2 separate regions of the Mus musculus genome follow, and region 1 is linked to region 2. Evidence: chromatin contacts called from public Hi-C data. All regions are on one chromosome and are shown on one strand. Each heading gives the region's core, a stretch centred on a gene start, on an enhancer-like site or on the middle of the called end of the contact. The rest is flanking DNA. Distances are from core to core; before and after follow the strand shown. Region 1 overlaps Abi3bp (ABI gene family, member 3 (NESH) binding protein). Region 2 holds the start of Abi3bp (ABI gene family, member 3 (NESH) binding protein).

Evidence for each region. A called contact is a pair of places that touch in the nucleus more often than the background predicts.
Region 1: a Hi-C map of uterus shows a contact between it and region 2. The contact joins the enhancer-like site here to the promoter of Abi3bp in region 2. A contact is called at or near these places in 1 of 39 promoter capture datasets (macrophages), 3 of 484 Hi-C or Micro-C datasets (muscle stem cells and uterus), 2 of 115 datasets of contacts at active chromatin or transcription factors (embryonic fibroblasts and heart atrium) and 2 of 9 other capture datasets (adipose tissue and liver).

The regions. Positions count from the first base shown.
Region 1 is chr16:56,513,532-56,517,980 of GRCm38.p6, forward strand. All of the region lies in intron 1 of Abi3bp (ABI gene family, member 3 (NESH) binding protein), which reads left to right. Among named protein-coding and RNA genes, the nearest start is that of Abi3bp, 38 kb to the left of the region's middle. Within about 2 kb of position 1,265, at least 20 of the 459 cell types and tissues checked have an H3K27ac peak or open chromatin away from gene starts, as enhancers often do. A contact at or near this core is called in adipose tissue and uterus, where this site is marked.
Region 2 is chr16:56,476,553-56,481,197 of GRCm38.p6, forward strand. Abi3bp (ABI gene family, member 3 (NESH) binding protein) reads left to right here and starts at 1,294. Exons shown (of 40, transcript NM_001014423.2): 1 at 1,294-1,440. The coding sequence starts at 1,362.

The sequences.
Region 1 (4,449 bases), core at 15-2,514, 37 kb after region 2:
AGGAAGTCAAGTGCCTTTCCCTATTGCTGTCTCCCTATTCTCTTGAGACAGGGAACTTCAGTGAATTGACACTAGCAGTTTCCTCTCATGGAATGCTGTCACACCTGGCAACTGTGAGGCTCAGTTCTCCTCTCTCATGAACCACACTTGGTGCAGTTACAAGTCTTTGAAGACTTGTAACTCTTCTTCAGATTTTACACAGAATTGTCGGAAATGATTTTCTCAGTCATGCTCTCTCCTGTTCTAAGTGGACACTCATCTATTACATAATGGCCACCACTCTGTGGCAGCTCACGCGTACCTATCAGAATGGCTTCAATGCACCTAGAGCAAATCTGATAAATGATTGATGGGACCTAAACATTCCTGAACTCACAGAGTCAAGGTCTGCCCAACGGTCTATAAATTTGTCTCAGTTTACCTCTAAGAGTGTATGTCAGGCCCAAATCATGAGTCCCTAGCTCTCGAGGGAGATTCTTTAGGAATTTATTAAAATTTTTAACTAACCAAATTCTTTTTACAAGCAGAAGCATCTTTCCTTGTGTGTTCCTATCTTTTCTTACACTTCAGGTCTTTCTATAGCCTTGGCTTTTATCAATTTTAAATATGATATGTGTTTATGCTTATCTTTCCACTTTTTATTTTCATTCTTATAAATCTGGCAAGGAAGTTCTCTTAAGCTTGTTAGATAGCACATGGAAATTAGAAGTTAAGTGTTTTCAAGAAGGTTTGGAACACACACACACACACACACATACACACTCCTGTATAGAACTGTGGATATGCAGAGAACTTTATTAATGGTAAAATTACTGTAGTTAAAAATTCTGAGTATGGCTTGTGTCTCTGGCTAAATATATCTCAAAGAACATTCTTCCTAATGAAGCAAGGCTAAGAAGAACATGTTTGTTTTCCTGGCTGTCGTGCCTGCCAGTTCCCCTGCCCTCTCCCACTCTCTCTTTTGTTTTCTGTTGTCTTGGTTGATTTATCATTATAGTGCAATCCACGTGTTTCCAATTAGGACTAATTCTATGATAAATCCCACCAACGCTAGCGAGCATGTATTCAGAACTCTGGTACAAACACTGTCTCACGAGCTGACCTATGAGCCCTTCGCCCAGGATGGGAGCCACACATGATTCCCCTTGGCAGGTGGCTTCCCATCTCGGGGCTTTTCCACATTTGTCTGCTGTTGCTCCGTGCTCACCGGCTGCTCTTCAGTCTTCTTTGCTGATTCATTCTCATCTAACCGGTTCCTTAAACTGGAGCGTCTCAGGATGGCGACATTGGATCTCTTCTCTTGTGTCCTAATTCTCTTGGTGATCTCATCCAGTCTCATGATTTTAGAACAATCTAAATACAACAAGCTGAAATTTCCTATCGCCAGCCAGGATCAGATCCATTGAACCGACTCCCCATTTAATATCTCTCCTTGGTTTTCTGACACCTAAGATCCAGCATATCTCAAGTGAGGTTCCAGAAAACATTGTACCCTAGCCTTTCTTCTGCTATGGTCTTTGCTAACTCCATTAGATACTCTGCCACCTTTCTGTTAGCTCACCTGAAGACCTCTAAAGACATCTGAGACTCTTTCCATTCTTCTCTCACGCATCAAATTCAGTGCAGTTACAAGTCTTTGAAGTTTTCTTTTTCAGATTTTACATGGGAATGTTTTTCTTTCTTTCTTTTTCTTAAAACTTATTCTTCTCTTACAATACATCCTGATGGCAGCCTCCCCCTACCTGCATTCTTCTCCTTCATGCTCCACCTTCCATTTCCCCAACATCCACTGCTCCTCCAGTTCCCTTCAGAAAAGGGTAGGCCTCCCAGGGATATCAGCTGAACATAGCATAACAAGATGCAGTCAGACTAGGCACAAATCCTCATATCAAGTCTGGACAAGGCAACACAGTAGGAAGAAAAGGGTCCCAAAAGCTGGCATAAATAAATAAATATCAGAGATACCCTAAACCCCCACTGTTAGGAGTTTCACAATAACTCCAAGCTAAACAACCACAACTCACATTCAGTACATACCTAGTACAGACTGATGGAGGTTCTGTGGTTGCAGCTCCAGTCCCTGTAAGTCCTTGCGAGGGCTGCTTAGTTGATTCTGTGTTCTCCTGGTGACCTTGACACCTCTTCCTCCTCTTCTGTGGCTAATAAAAGAAAATCTCCAGCACAAGGGGGGGAAACTACTCCCTAGAAAAAGCAAGAAAGTAATCTTTCAACAAACCTAAAAAAAGACAACCACATGAACAAAATCCCAACTCTAACAACAAAAATAACAGGAAGCAACAATTACTTTTCCTTAATATCTCTTAATATCAATGGACTTAATTCCCCAATAAAAAGACATAGACTAACACTGGTTACATAAACAGGACCCAGCATTTTGCTGCATACAGGAAACCCACTTAAGGGACAAAGACAGATACTACCTCAGAGTAAAAGGCTAGAAAACAATTTTCCAAGCAAATGGTCCCAAGAAACAAGCTGGAGTAGCCGTTCTTAATATTGAATAAAATCAACTTTCAACCAAAAGTTATCAAAAAGACAATTTGATAATTCATACTTACCAAAGGTAAAATCTACCAAGATGGACTCTCAATTCTGAACATCTATGCTCCAGATGCAAGGGCATCCACATTCATTAAAGAAACTTTACTAAAGCTCCAAGGGAATGTTTTTCTTAGTTATATTCTCTCCTATTCAAAGTAGACACTCATCTATTATGTTATTGCCTTCATGCTGTGACAGCTCACATGCTCCTTTCAGAGTAGCTTCAATGCAGCACCCAGAGCGAATCTGATAAACAAATGATTGGTGAGACCTAAACATTCCTGAGCTCACAGAGTCAAGGTCTTCCCAATGGTCTATACATTTGTCTCAGTTTACCTCTAATGGCTTCCTTCCCACATGTCTTCTCCAGCCATGTTCCTCTCTCTGGAATTCATGTCTCATGTTCCTTTCACCTTGAATGTTCTTCTTTGACATACCTGAATGATTGGCCCCTTAACTTCCTTTGTGCCTTCTCAAGCAGAGGCTGTGCGTCTGCACGCAGTCACCCCTCCTAATCAGCTTCCAGCTCCATTTTCCTTCATGGTGTTTTCCAAAGTCTGCACTTGTCAGATTGCTTAGATTATGTGTTGGTAACTATCTCAACTCCTGATGGCTTGAAAACAACAGAAGCACATGTATTGCTCAATCACATGTTTATTAATATGACTCGCTTTCTGTTCTTTGTAATAACCAGGACCAAGGCTCCCCCTGGTCAGTGTATTCTGGCCAGTGCAGGAGGGAACGCTAGGAAACGTTCTTACACTAACAGTTCTCGATGCTAACCTGACCTCTTCCCTTAAGTGAATGGCCTAGTACTGAGGGTTAGTTACATGACCATGACTAATCTCAGGGAGATGGAGACATACTCCTTTCATGTGCCCAGAGTAAGGAAAGTATTATTTGCTGGAGGAAAAAGTTGTATGCGTGTGTTGCAAGGCAAAAGTGGGTCAGCACAGTCATTGACAGTAGAGTTCGGCATCACAATTTTAAAAGTCCCACCCATATATAAGGGAGGATGGCTTCTAGGGCTAGGCCATGCCCTATCCTAATGATGCTGTTATGACAGTCCCTTGCCACACAGTGGGTCAAGTATGGACATGATCTCCATGTTTCCTTCCTGGGCCAAGTCTGCTGCTTTACTGGGTAGACTGCAAGCCCCTTGTGCTAGCATCAAACACACAGCTTGCATTCTCCATATGCAATCTTCGTCTCCTTCCTGCTGACACGTGTGCTGATTGCTCTCTGTGTGGTTCTGGAAAGATTCTGTTGATTTGATGAGAGGAGGCACGTCTTAATTTCCCTGTCTAATCCTCACCAGCCAAGTTTTATGATCCTGTAAAAACCTAAAAGTTAAAAGAAAATGCAAGGAATGATAAGCATATTTGCTCTTGCCTGGGTCTAGTGGAAACATGACGTTTCTGATAACGGTGAGCCACTAATAGGACTAATAGGAATTTCCCCACACGTGCCCCCATGCCTGGTAGATTCTTATCACAACTCAGAATGACAGGGGGATAGTTTGCATCCCATCAGAGCTAATACAGATAAACTAATCCTGTGGTACCAAACAAACACAAGTTTCCTTCTAAGACTGCCCCCCAAGATCTGATATTAGAGTCTCAGAACTGTCTGGGTCTTGTTTAGCTTCATGTGACTTGCTCTTTGGAAAGGGGTAGCTGCAATGCACTGAAAAGGACCTACAATTGCCTGGTTGAACTTAAGTCTACTGCTACTTCACTTACTTCATTGGATCACAGCAGCAAAGAGGGAAGGAAAGGACTAAAGAATGACGGGAAAGCTGCCATGGAGTCACCATCCTGAAAATAAGTGTAATGAAAGGAATGTAGGAAAAGTACACGATGGAAAATAATCCTGAAATTGATTATA
Region 2 (4,645 bases), core at 44-2,543:
TGGTTGTTTTGCTGAGTCTTGATCTCAGTGAGGCTGGTGGCACCGTAAGCCTCACTCCAGGGTTCTTCCTACCTCTGTCTGCTCAGTGCTAGTCCGAGTGCATGCTGTGGTGCTTGGCTTTTTACAAGGACAGTAGGACCTGAACTCAGCTCCTCAGCTTGAATAGCAAGCTACGGTTCTGGTCCTCATCCTGATTTTAGAATTTAAAGTTTAGTAAGGTCTACTAGATAGCTACGGGTCCCATGGCCTACTTAACTGGCTACCCTTGCTTATTTGTGCCATGATATTGGGCCTTTTTCTTCACCTCCCTCTGCTTGATTTTCTATCAATAATGGAAGTCATCGCAATGCCCTGCTCATGAGTGGATCTGAAGAATGATGCCTTAGTAATGTGTAAATTGAGTAGATCAATGTCTGTCATGAAGAAAGTCCTGTAACTTACATGGTACTGACAACATAAAGAAGAGGTTTGTTTAAAGCAGTTACGTGGGATCTAAATGTAAAACTCAGTGCTCTGTTACAAAGCCCGTCTGGATTCGGCAGACTCGACCTGCTCGGTTAGACCACCTCTTCTCTCTACATCTCAGCCTTTCTTACTAGTAAAATGGAGATAGATCACACCATGGCCCCAGCACAGCCACTATGGCAAAGGTCATTGCGGAGAGTAGCCCAGTGTGGGGATGAGGCACTGTGCTACCTCTCCGTCTCTGCATGCTCACCTATGGAATATGTTGATATACATAAAACATATATGTATGCATTTGTATGTGGGTATATATGTACACAGTATATAACTGCACAGCTTAGGACTCCATTGACATTCCTCATAAATTATAGCTACAGAATAGTTCAAAATATATTTTTATGAATTCACTTCCAGTTTAAAGGAAGGAATGGATTGGTTTCCTGGCTAACTAAAAACAGTTTCCATCTTAATAAAATATTCATTTTATATTTTAGTGTTTTGATGGGTTTAAGTGTACGTTTTTATTCTTTAAACTAGTTCATCAAATGTTTCAAAGTTGCCTGAGTAGTTCTTTCATGGATACAGATTGTTCATAATTTCAATTCTTACACTGCGAGGAAAGAGAAGAGGCAAGCTGTTGCAGCATTGGAGAGGGAAATGTGATGATATGTTTTTGCTGTTGTGCCTACTTTCTTTCTTTTTCTTTTCTTTTCTTTTTTTTTTTTAAGTGTGTGGGAAAGGGTGTGATGTCATCTTGTCTCCACCCCCTGTGAGTAAGCCCACAGCAGAGAGAGCAGCCTCCCGCCTCTGTCAGTGGAGGACGCCCACTTAAATGCAGTTCCAGGGTTGCAAGGCACCCAGCCGCATCACTCCCCGTGTGAGCAGGCAAATGCAACATGCTCTCCAGCCTGGGGTGTCTACTTCTCTGTGGAAGTATTGCACTTGCTCTGGGAAATGCACAGAAATTGCCAAAAGGCAAGTAGCTGGGATATTTTGTGTTTTAAAAGTAAGATTAAGAGTTGCTTGGTTTTCGCTGTTGATATGAAATGTGATCTGCTGTACAATATGGGGGAATTGAATTATTCTGCAGAGAGTCAAAGGTCCTATGTGTGAAGGGGGTGACTCAGGGGTTGTTTTCTCTCGCACCCCTGTGATTTATTTTGTGAGCTCAGCTTCTCCTAGCAGCTTCTAGTGGAGTATGTTCACACGGACTGGAGTGGTGTGGTTTCAAACTACAGTATCTGTCTATCAAATCTGATTATATAAACGACTATTGTGGCTTGTTAGAGTTATTTGGTGCTTTTAGCCCTGGCCACAGAGACGGTGGAGAGTGGCTTAAGCCCTGGGAGTAGCTTGTTCTGAAAACCGAAATCTTTTGCAAAAGTCACAAACATACCTGTGGGGTAGGGGCTGAGGGAGTCTAGCCAGGTCAGACTTAAATACAGTTTCGAGCTAAGTAGCAGACAGGGCTCTGCAGTGGAGTTTGGCAGAGAATTTGATTTGCTGGACAGGACACTCCCCCCTTCTCTTGACTAAATTGCTTATTTTAGTGTTGGTATTTTGTTTACAAAAGTCATCAAAAGAGAAGTAAATTTTCTAAGTTTAGACCCTAGGCGCAATCTTTGGAACTCATTAGCACTAAATCAGGATCGTCTTCCTTGTCCTGTCTGTGAACATAAATGTTGTGTGAACTTTTGCTTTTTCGCAGAGGCACTTTACGTCGGTGGAGGCTTTTTATGGCTACAGACTGCTGTAGTCAGCAGGATTATAAGGAAAAAAAAAAAAAAAAAAAAACCCACGGGCTGGAATTTACCGTACAGTTAGGCTGAAAAAATCTTAGAGGTAACGCACAGCACAGACTCATCAAAACCGAGTCTGAAAGAAAAGCTGGTCAGAACGCTTAAAGGACACTTCTGTGTCCTCTCTCTGTAGAGTTCGGTCTAGGATCATCTTGACTCAAAGGCAAAGCCCCCCACCCCCACTGGGTAAAGTGAAACTTGAATCCAGAAGGCTGAAGCATTTGGCTAGTTAGCTCACACGAGGATGGGAACTGTAGCAAAAGGCAAAGGAATCCTCAATTCTGATCAAATGATTATGCAAAGAAAGAAATATGAAACACCCTTAGGCTTTCCTCCTTCCACAAGTTTTATTCCTTGATCATAATAAACCCTGACTTAATCCATAATTAATTGTTCACATTGATGTAACTTTTAACAACTTTGACATTTGAAAAGAGCCGGTAGCACTGTTTTAGTTTCAAAAATTACCGGTGTTTTTATTTTACTCTGTATTTACTGTGTAAGAATGATAGGCAAATTTGGTTACTACAGAATTATGTAAACTCTAAATGTCTAAATTTTTCCGTTGTCATCATTAGATAGAGAACTTTTGGTACAAGTTGCCTTTGTTTGTAGTGATAAAGAAGAAAATATAGGTGCAAATACTTGCCACAAAAATTTTATCTCTTTTCTTTTGTCAACCAATGGTTTGCATCCAGGTTTCTCTTGTAATGTTTCAACAATCTATAGTTTTGGTTAGTCTGAACAAAACTGTGTGTGTGTATGTGTGTGTGTGTGTGTGTGTGTGTGTGTGTGTGTGTGTGTTGGGGTTGGGGGGTGAATTCTACAATGGATGTTACCATTCTATATGATCCAAGTATTTCTCAAGAAAAAAAAAGTAACAAGCCTTTTAACCCATTGTTTTCCAAACCCTTTTGAATGATAATTCCCTTTCTAATCGAGTAGCTATGACGTCTTTCCAGAGACTCTGTGTGTTGGAATAAGTGCTGGGATAGATAGATTCTTCCTTACATCCTTAGAGTTTAATATCTGTGATTTAAGAAGAGAATAGAATTTAGAGCCAGAAATTAATGATGGCTGAACATAGTCCATCCCAGACCTTTGCATTTGTGGACCAGTGAAAATGCATGCAGGTTTGAATAGCAGGGTCCTGTTAATAAGGGTCACAACTGACTTTAGCCTTGTGAGAATGCTCAAAGCCAGGGAAAAATCCTTGCTGTTCAGGAAACCAAGCCATTTTCATCAGTTTAAAGAAATAAGTGCATTTAACTAGACAAACAATTCAGTCTGGTGTCCATCTTTTTTCTTATTTTATTAAAGAGTGGTTAAAAACTCCATCAAAGGCCAATATTTGGAAAACACTGGCCTATCTTAACTGTTTATATAAATGAAGATACTCACAGTAGGGGAGATTTAGTAACTTTCCCATGTTAATGGCAAAACCAGGACCAAATACAAATCTTGCTTCCTTCTGGGTAAACAGAACTCCTGATCTATCCTATGAATCAGGTCTGCAGCACACATGGGAAAGCTAACTCTCCCTTAGATCATATATAGTTTCTCATACAGATGAAGGAAATCAGACTACAGCATACTTAAAACCATCTTTCAGAATTTCCTAAAAACATACCATCATTTTATATACTGGTATTATATATTATATAATATAAGCATATATATTTATAAGAACCCACTTGTTACATGTCATGGTTATTTGCATATCTAGTCACATATCTTATTTTAAAAATAAGTTGTTAGAAAATTTTTGTTTTTTAAAGTTTAATGTATCTTTTCTTGCTTTCATAAGTTGATGACTATATTCTTTGGTAGTTCATTTATTTGCATCTCCTGTCCAAACTGTGAGACATGTCCAATAGCATGCAAGGTAGCATGTTCTTGATGGAGAGGTGATAGGATTACCAAGCACTGTCCATATAATAACATAGGGGGAAGGTATCTACTGACTTGTGTCCTAACCATCCTTGGCTCATAGGACAGATGTGACTGTCCACAGGAAGTGGCACCTTTGCTCTACTGGCCACTGCTCCACTACTGAGAACCCTAATGGCTCTCCTGGTGAGGTTTACTTGAACTTATTTTTAAAACTTATTTCTTATATTTTTTGATCTTGGTTTTTTCCAGGAGGAAAATTAAACTATGACTCTCAGACACTGGAGAAAACTAGCATATTGCTTTGTGCTGTTGGGAGCCCCCGTGCTCCAGCTCCTTCTGGGACTTGACTTTGGCCACTATAGAATTGTCATCTTCCCTGACACATGTGCTAAAATAAAAACCACAGAGTACAACATGGTGTGAAGAAAGCCAACACAGTCTTATAAAGGGGCGCCAGAGGTTTGACAAATCTCTGTGCTGAAACTCCT